Linked DNA regions of Columba livia: region 2 is linked to region 1. A link is a contact called in public Hi-C data. All regions are on one chromosome and are shown on one strand. Each heading gives the region's core, a stretch centred on a gene start, on an enhancer-like site or on the middle of the called end of the contact. The rest is flanking DNA. Distances are from core to core; before and after follow the strand shown. Region 1 holds the start of IL12B (interleukin 12B). Region 2 holds the start of FABP6 (fatty acid binding protein 6).

What was found. A called contact is a pair of places that touch in the nucleus more often than the background predicts.
Region 2: a Hi-C map of crop shows a contact between it and region 1, with 2.0 times the contacts expected there. The contact joins the promoter of FABP6 here to the promoter of IL12B in region 1. A contact is called at or near these places in 2 of 2 Hi-C or Micro-C datasets (crop and liver).

What each region holds. Positions count from the first base shown.
Region 1 is chr14:11,530,709-11,535,484 of bColLiv1.pat.W.v2, forward strand. IL12B (interleukin 12B) reads right to left here and starts at 2,195. Exons shown (of 9, transcript XM_065030028.1): 1 at 1,609-2,195.
Region 2 is chr14:11,750,384-11,755,064 of bColLiv1.pat.W.v2, forward strand. It overlaps FABP6 (fatty acid binding protein 6), which reads left to right and starts at 1,411. Exons shown (of 8, transcript XM_065030049.1): 1 at 1,411-1,734; 2 at 2,227-2,312; 3 at 2,953-3,040. PWWP2A (PWWP domain containing 2A) reads right to left here and starts at 1,138. Exons shown (of 3, transcript XM_065030030.1): 1 at 349-1,138. The coding sequence starts at 1,034.

The DNA of each region.
Region 1 (4,776 bases), core at 945-3,444:
ATATGTCAGAATAGAATAATACTGACAACCTGAAGCTGCACCTCTGTGTATTCTCTGCCCTGAGCTTTCCCAGCGTTTGCCTCCTCACTTCCTACCCAGACATACGATATTTCTGTTCATACCAGCTGAAGGGCAGTTTCGGACTGGGTACAAGCGGCTCGGTTGCTGGTTGTAGACCACTGCTCTGCCTCTTTTCCCTCTTACGTGCACTGTGGCCTGTGGCTTTCATTTCATGTCGTGCCCCAAAGATTCACCGCCTCATTTGCACACCGGTTACACGAACTGCAGAGGGCGGCCACACAGACAATCTGTGGTCACGAGGACGCAGCGCCAGCAGCTGTCTGAGCCCACACGGACACACACGGAGTCTCCATCTGTGACTCAGTTTCAGATCCTCTAGAAGTGACTGTTTTGCTGGTAGATTTTATTCTATCGTGCAACATTTTTATAACTAGTTCATGGTTTAACAGTTCTGATCTTCCCTTAGGTTTCTAATTAAGAAAAAAAAGAAGTAAAATAGGAAGTAAAGAATAAGAATGTATGGCCCAGACCAGGCCAAAGGCCAGTTGAGCTCAATATCCCATCTCAAACAGTAGGAGGACACACAGGGAGCACTTTCAGATTAGTTAGGACCAAGCACACACTTGTACCTAAAGAGACATTTTCTTTCATTTTCAGCTGCTGAATGATCCATATGCTGGCCAGAATACTACTCAACAGTGTTACATAAATAGATGCTGGAATGATAGAAATGTGACTGGAAATAAAGAAACAAAATGATACATTTTTTTTTAATGTATTGTTTCTAAAAATTCTGAGAAATCCCAAGATGAATTTCTGGTTTTAACCTTGAAAGCTTTGAACATCTACATAACCCCTATGGCAGGGAAAAAACAAGAGGACAGTTACAGTACAGTATCCTGTGTCTTTGTGACTAGGTATGACACAAGAGACATCAAAGAACATTGCAACGCCTCTCAAGACTTAACAAGCGATTGGACTAACAGACATTGTCACATACTCCAGTGCTGTTGTTATTGCTATTGTTCTGCTGTTTCTTAAATAAGCTACTTTTAGGGGATAAAACATCAAGTAACCAGCTAAGAAGTAAACACTCAACCAGGTTGTATGGCCCCTGTGTTCAGATACCAGGAAGAGAGTAGGAGGGTGAAGATGTTAAGATCAAGCTGCTTCATCCAAGGAGCAGGTCTCTACTGTCTGAGCTGCACAGATGCAAATGGGGAGAAGAGAGGGGGATCACTGTCCTGTCCTTCAGTTCTTACTGACTGCTCACAGCATCATTGGACTGGGGCACAGAGGAAGCAAAACAGGAAAGGAGGTGACAGCTTACATTTCTCTTTGAGCAAGGCAAAAGCAGACACACAGCTTTTCATGTCATTCTGGGGTGTCTTTTGAGATTTTGGGTGTGAACCTACTTACTGTTCCTTATTCAAGGGAGGTTACTGGTTGGCCAATAGCTGTCATTCAGCAAACAATTTAGGTGTCAAAGTGAGGAGAAAGCCTTGCATGAGGGAACTTCCACTAAGTACTTTCCCAAAAGAATGATGAAACTGCTTGCATGGTGTGAGCACATTTGTTTCTGCTTACCATCACGCCATGGAGTATGAGGATATGTCTGGAGTTGCTCATATTTGGAATTGTGCTCTTCTTGCTCCTCCCTTGGCTCTGACATCATCCTGAGTAAATGCACCACAACAGGTCTGCAGAAGAAGCATCTGTCACACAGATGAAATTGTTGACCAATATCAGTAAATTCCTGGACTTGAGCAGGAATGAGATATCTTCCTAATTTGTCTGAGTAGACCTAGGGAAAAAAAGACAAGGGAATGCTTCACATTTAAAATGTTTGCGGACTTGTTCTTTGTGTAGTTTGGGGCTTTTTTTGTTCAAAAATTTAACCCAGTGCCTTTTTTTTGTTGACCCTATACACAGGGCTCTTCAGAGTTGACTGCTTTTTGCACATTCGAGAGCTCATTAGATGCTGTGCCAGGAGAGTTTCTACTGGGTTCTGCGCTCATTATGGGCAGAAAGTACGAAGGTAATGAAACCAAGGCCTTCCAGTTTACACAGAAAAGAGGATGCTATTCTGTTAAGTAAATAAATAAGCCCTGCAGCTATCACATAGTGACTGTTGACTCTCCTCTGTCGCTTCCTAAGTCTACTCTTTCCTGAAGCTTAACCGTGTTTTGGGGTGGGCATTCCTCACTCTGTCTTGCTGGAGAATGAATGAACAGGACGGAAATCAAACTCAGCCTCCGGCCCCACGGTGCAGAGATGCAGAGCATAAAGATTCATGGGCCCCCAAATTCCATTTGACTTTGTAAGTTATTACAGCCAAAAATGAAAACTCCATTTTTAAATTGGCTTTTTCTGTTGCTTCTTACTATAAGAAAAATCCCCTTGGACACTCCTCAGAGTACTCAAAACAAAAATTCAATTCCTTTGTGCGAAGCTAAATGAAGTTACACAATAGGTGTTGACATAGTGATCGCACCATGATGTTTCTTGGTACCTCCACCAAACCTTTCCCCGACACTAGAAAGTCAATCAAACGTGGGTTTCAGCCACAAATGACATTGCTTCCTTTCCGTGGTAATAGCTACTGCAAGCAACACCATATGAAAATCGTACACCTCATATTCACTGTTTATTTCTCTGACTACTGTTGACTGAGCAAAGAGGTTGCTTGTATTTGTGACTTTCCACAATGTAAATTCCTCTAATATTGTGAGGCAAAGCTGAACTATCTTCCAACTAGTTATGGAATTTCTAAGGCAAGTGAGAAACAGCAGGAAAAAGCCCTGCATTGCGGAACCTCATCTGGAAGCACGTCTGACTACCTCAGAAGTTAAACATCAGTATTCCTATGCAATGCTTGTTTGCATATGTAATAATAATATCAGTTTTAGATGTTCTGTTTCAATCCCCTCCACCTATAATTAACATCTGAGAGTAAGAACCACTTCAGAAAGCTTTGATCTGACAATCATAACAATAAATCCCTTTGCCAAAGGAACCCGTTGTTTGCTCAAAGCAAACAAGATGTCACTCATATTCAAAGAGTTCAGCAGAAAACCACTTTTATCACATAATGCAGTCCAGTATAGGTAGCTTAATGTTGTAGATAGATTGGATGGAGGAGAAATTTTGCAGTAAAACCATATATATCAAATGGTAACCTTCATATTGGAACTGCTACCTTATGCCATTTTTTTTTCTCCCAACCAGCTGAATTTAATGAACATGCTACTTGGCTACTGTGAGCAGTCTCACGGAAGGAGGCTTCCACCCAGCTCTGCAGGGAACTTCATGCTATCCGAAAGGGCCGGTCACGTTGCAGGCTGTGGGCAGCATCACGAGCCTGGCACTGCTCCATGGGCCGGCTGGCACAAACGCCACAGACAGGGGATGTGGCCTGAGCACAGCCCTGCAGTCACCGCACAGCTTTCCACAGAAGTCAACTCTGCAACTAAGTGTGTCATTTTAAGAAAACAGGAACTTTGCAATCTGCAGCAGAGTTATAAATAACCGAGGGCAAAGTTTATTCACAGCTGCTAAATGGGAGGTGACTGGGCACAGCCCTGGGCTTGACAACACAATCAGAGCTAAAATCCCTAGCGGTCATGAATTTCCATTGTGACAATACTACCATTACCATTTCACTATAGGGGACTACATTTACATTGCCCCTTCCTTACACTTAATTTTTCATGAAAAGGAATAAATAGAAGTGAGAAAAGAACCCCAAAACATTACACTATCTTAGGCACAAATGTCTCTTTTGAATGCCTGTGACTGAGCAGTTGAGATAGAAATTAATTCACTTGTGCTGCAGCTTTATTTACACATAATGAATCTATGCAAAAGATGGGAAGAGGACCACAGATTCTACTAAATAGCCTTGATTTTTGTCGAGATAGGGAAGGCTACATTACCTCATGTGGCACTTCTGTTGTACATTGTGTCTGCATTCACAGGGGAGCCAGAGACATCTGTTGAGAAAGGTCCCATTTGACATGTGCAGTAGTGCTCAGATTTTTGCTACAGCTTGAATCAGAATTCCAAACAAGCAACAGAAAGTACATAGGTACATTTCCATTAACGGTGCATGAAAAACAATATGGTGTTGAGAAGGCATCAGTAGATAACTTTGTATGTATCTGTGTATAGGGTATGTCTGTTATCAGTATTCATTGTTCAAATAAGGATTTGTCCTAGAGACTCTTTACCTCCATATTTTTTTCATTTTATATTAAAAAAAGGCATTACCAGTGCTGAAATCCAGCAGAATGCAGGTGGCAAGGGAGAGAGAATAAGAAACAAAGAAAGAAATTCAGAGAAACAAAGAAGGAAACAGAACAAAAGAAAAGTAGATACATGTAAAGCAAAATTTCAAAATCTAGTTTTGAGGAATCTTAGTGTCAGGGACTTTTTAGAAAACATACTAATAAAAGGCTCTCTAAATCCATTTTGCCTGTGGTAAGGGCTTTTCTTAATTAGTTCTGATTAAAAATTCTTCCCAGGTTTTTGGATCCCTTTTCTCCATACTGATGCCTTTTTGAGGTGATGGAATGTTTGGTAAAGAAAGAAAATTCCATTTTTCTTCACAATTTCACTGAAAAGAAATCACTTCGAGTTTAAGCAACATTTTCTCTGTCTGAGATTGAAACCTTTTGTTTAGTAAAAGATTGTTTGGAATGCTCCTTTGGTGCACCCTCCCTTGCAACCCCCCCCCAAGAATTTGGCCATTTTCAC
Region 2 (4,681 bases), core at 161-2,660, 220 kb after region 1:
CGCCGCGCTCCCTCCAGAAGGGTCGAGGAGGAGGATGCCCGCGAGCTGCTGCCTCCGTTCCACGGAGAGGACGCGCGGGCAGGGGCCGCCCGTCCCCAGGCAGACCCGCGGTCCGGCCTCCCGGGAAGGGCAGCGCAAGGGAGCGAAGCGGAGCTCCTGCCGCCGCGCCCCACGGCCCCTACCCAGGCCGCTCCCCGCCGCGGGCCGAGCCCACAACGCCTGGGCGGGGACCGGGGCTCCCCCCGAGGGCGGGAGCGGCGCTGGGCGGCGCAGGCAGGCGGCTCCGGGCGAGCTCGCCGCCGCGGTGGCTGGGTGGGGGCTCGGGAGGGCTCCCCCGTGAGATCTCACCTTTTCGAGAGGTCCATGAGGACCCCAGAAAAAAGCTTCTCTCCCAGCCGGAACGAGACCACCAGGGCGTCCTCGATGATGTGATCCAGGGTGACCCGCACCTCGGAGCCGGGCAGCAGCGGAGCCTCTGTCTCCCCTCCGGCCGGAGCCACAGGCACCGGGGACTTGGGTTCGACAGCGGCGGCATCAGCAGCATCCGGCTCCTCCTCCTCCGGCCGGGACGGCTCCTCCCCGGGCTCCGGCTCCGCGGAGCCCCCAGTAGCCGGCGGGCAGGGCTGCGGCTCCTCCTCGGGAAGTTCAGGGTGCCCAGCAGGCGGCGGGCAGGGCTGCGGCTGCTCCTCGGGCTCCGGGCTAAGCGCTCCCCGGTGCTCGGCCTGGGGCGAGCCCACCTCCGGGGTGGAGGGCGGCAGCTTCTCCGTCCTCTCAGCTTCCGGCTCCCGCGTCCCAGCCGGGCTCCGGGCGAGCTGCACAGGCGGCGGCTCCTCGGCCTCGCCGGGAGCAACCTTCCCCCCGTCGGCCTCCTCCCCATCAGGCACCACCGACTCCACCGCCTCGGTGACGGCAGGGAGAGGGTCCGCGCCGGCCTCGCTGCCCGGGATAGGCTCCATCTCGGGCTCAGCTTCACCGGCCCCCCCATCGCCCGGCACCGCTGCAGTCGCTGCCGCCTCCGCAGCCATGGCCGCCATTTTCTCTGCTGCTTCACCGCCGCCTCCCTCCAGCAGCGGGATCGATAACCACGGCCTTCCCCGCCCGCCTGGGAAGGAGAGCCCGCCCCCTAAACTCGCACCCGGCAACCTATTGGTGGACGAGGTGCAATTCTCTAATTCTACTGGAGGGCGGAGTAGTCCGTCAAGCCCAGCGGAAACTTCTCGTTGGCCAGCGAGGGCTTCATTCAATGAAGAGCCGGGAAGAGGAAGAAGGGGTGTGGCTTAGTGCTTTACAGGCCGTTACAGATTAGAGAGGTTGGGCCTTTAGGGCTGTTCCGCCATCTCATTGGTGGAAGGAGGAGCCGCTCTCGTAGGAGGCCGGTAATTGGCGGAGGCGAACGTCTATCAGGGAGGCATGAGGCAGGGGCCGCGCGGGGTCCGGCAGGAGCTCTGAGGGTGGTCGGGAGAGGGCGCGGGGGGAAGATGGCGGGGGCGGGAGGGCGGTCTTCGGGGGGTTCGCTGACCCTAGGGCGGCACCTCTGTGGGGAGAGGCCGGCTCTGCCTCCCGGCGTGTGCAGCGCCGCTTCGCGGCTGTAAGAGGCGGCTGCTGCTGGTCGGTGCCGCCACCTGCCCCGCGCGGTGGAGGCGAAGGAGGCCCTCCGTGGGGAACGGGCTGAGTGAGGAACTGTGGCGAGCGGCAGAACGGGAGGAAGATAGAGGGCCTGGTGTCTTTTGTGAAGTAAATCCACCCTTTAAAAGATTAAGTAGTGTGAAATAGGTACATGGGATAAAGGTGAAGTGATGGGAACGGTAGAACCAGAGTGAACGTTATCCAGTCAGATGTTCTGAATCAGGGACTTTTCCTCTCTGTGGCATCAATAGTTGTTACTGTGTGGGCATTTTTTTCCCTCAGGTGGGAAATGTATTTCCTAAACAAAAACTAGTGTGAAAGGAAAGTTTTTAGTGTGTTATATATGAGTTTACATTTTGGGAAGCAAGGTCGTTTGCAGAAAGGAGGGTTTGTTAGGAGGAGGAATGGCCAAGGAATAAAAGTGGGAGCAACTGGCGATAGAAAGACAAAAGTGATCTTACAGCATGAGTGGTTTTGTTCTTCCAAGTGCTGTTATAAGAAACATATTGTTCAGCAACAAACGAAATTTTCTGAAAAATAATAAGTAAAATCCATTGATTTTTCTTTAAAAATGAAATATTCATATTTTTTTCATGTTAGTGGCTTCTATTGGCAAACTTCAAAGTTGCTACCTACCATATGCTTACAATAGAAACAGAGCTACACCGTACACCGTGGGTTGTCAGGTAAAAACTTAATAAGTATGAAGAACTAATGAAATTTTTTCAAGAGGTATGAGAAAAAAAATCTTTGATCAGATTTAAGGCTTGGTACTCATATTTTTTCTCTTCATTGTAGGAAAAGAGAGTTACATGTAGTTAAAGCAATACAGTAACATGAAGAATTTTTAGTGATTATAGATGAACACATGAAATAGTTTTTTTTGCTGTTACAGAAGACTATGTAGAACTCAGTGCAACTAAAACATGATCTTGCAAGCTGCTAGCTGTCATAAAGGCACGATTAATTTGCTCTGTCCTGATCATAGTGGTTTGACTTACATAACAGACATAGAAGCTCTTCCTTTTGTACCTGATAGTGGTTTACCTTGCATGGTGAACATCACATCTGCATTATTTGTGGTGTAAAGTGTGTAATGTATGTATGGGAACATCAGTAAGAACTAGTAGATGCATTTTTGGAGACAAATATGTTAGGAATATAGTTAAATGAATTTGCTAAATATAAAACTCCTTAATACATTTTTCTCTGTTTCACCACCATATCTGTTAAGTAAATGGTATGTTAGTGTGGGTGGGTAGAATAGAATGTATTTATTGGAGGAAGGAGTAGTAGGTACTGAATTACAAGTTATTTTTTTTCCAGCCATGCTTGTAGCTTTGGCAGCCTGGATCACAGAGAAACAGCAGATGGATTCAGCGTATGATCTGTGGCTTAAAAGAAATCAGATTGGGTAAGCTTTTCCCAAACTACCTACTGTTAATATATCTGCATAAATAATTTTAAAACAATTTTGTTAGACTGTATTTGTAAAAGATCTGTATTCCCTATCCTAAGGCCATAATGCTTTGAAAGATGGCAACTGTCTAGGAGCCCCTACAGCTGAACATGTTTGCTGGAATTCCAGAGAATAATGAGAAGATTTGTGTTGCTACTGAGTTACCTTAATTTCAAAGCTATCTCTGTGCAAAGATTTCAGTTTTAATTCAGATCTGAGATTTCAGGTTTTTCTGTATGTTTTGCCAAGGAGAATTGAATAGTGACTTCACAGAAGTTGCAAATGCTTCATAAAGAGTTTTCATCTTGAAGAAGCGTGGTATAAAATAAATGGTTATAGGAGTGGAAGGACTCTGCTCTTGTTTCCTCATTATTTTTGTTCTGTGTGACTGTGACAACATATGACATGTAGAAAATTAAGACTTGTTTCCCAGAAACTTTTTACCTTATTCAGATGAGTCCTAGGACAGATTGAAGAAACATATTAGTAAAGATAGCTCATACGTAACACCAGAACTGTTTTCACGTTGCTCTCCTACGCAAAGCATTTCACTGTGGTGCTTGGAGATGCTCCAGCTGCATTTCAACAGGAGACCAAACCATGCTCAGCATGCACAGGACTGTTCTGCATGTTCAAGGTGTGATCATATTTTCAAATGCTCTTTTCCTTATTATGGTCTTTCGTTAGTAGTAACCTATTTGTTCATCCCAAAATTAATAAATTAATATTGTGAGGAAAAGGCATCACACTAGCTAGAAGGGCTGGTGGGGTACAAGTATATGTATTGTCCTATATATATATTAAAAAATCTGCTTTTTTTGTTTTAAACTCAGGAGACATAGTACTCTATTGTAAAAGCTTACAAACACTTTTACTTGGAAGTTTGCAGAAGCAAAGTTGCCAGACAGCTTTCATGGTGGGAGGCCAGAACAGTCATGGTCCTTACTATCTACACAGGCCATGCTGTTTTATACTTCATACGGTTGGTGATTTTAATTGTGCTAGCTGGCCAGTTCAGTCAGGCGCAGTTTGTTTCTCTGGTGCTGCTGTGCCCTGGCATAGAAGGATGGCAGTAAATTCTGAGCCTACAAGAAATTACCAACCAATACAAAGCAACTACTTAGCCCTTGAGCTGATGGGACATTGAGATCCAATAGCTCAGCCCAGCAGGCTTTTTGTTATGTTAAATTCGGATTTATGTAGGTGAAGGCTGTAAAATGGATGATTTCCTCTTGCAAAACTTCAGCGAGGTTAATGCTCATTGAAATCCACCTTGCTTTTCAGCAGGTGTTGCTTATGGCAGACAGTTACCATTAAAATGTTAACTGTCATCTTTTACATCTACTGGAGGCCCCAGCAACCCTTATGCTGAGCATAAGAAACAAACCCGGGTGTATGGCTTGTTAACGCTCTGAATTGTTTCATTGCAACAACAGAGGAGATTATATGCTTGACCCAAACAGTTTAAGCTACTAGGAGGTCCTAAAATAGAATGTAAACAGCTCTTTCGCGGTATCTTTTGCAGTTTGTATGTTGAAATGTGCTATATGTGCTTTTAAAAAGAGGTAAATAAGGACATTTATATACCACTCTAAT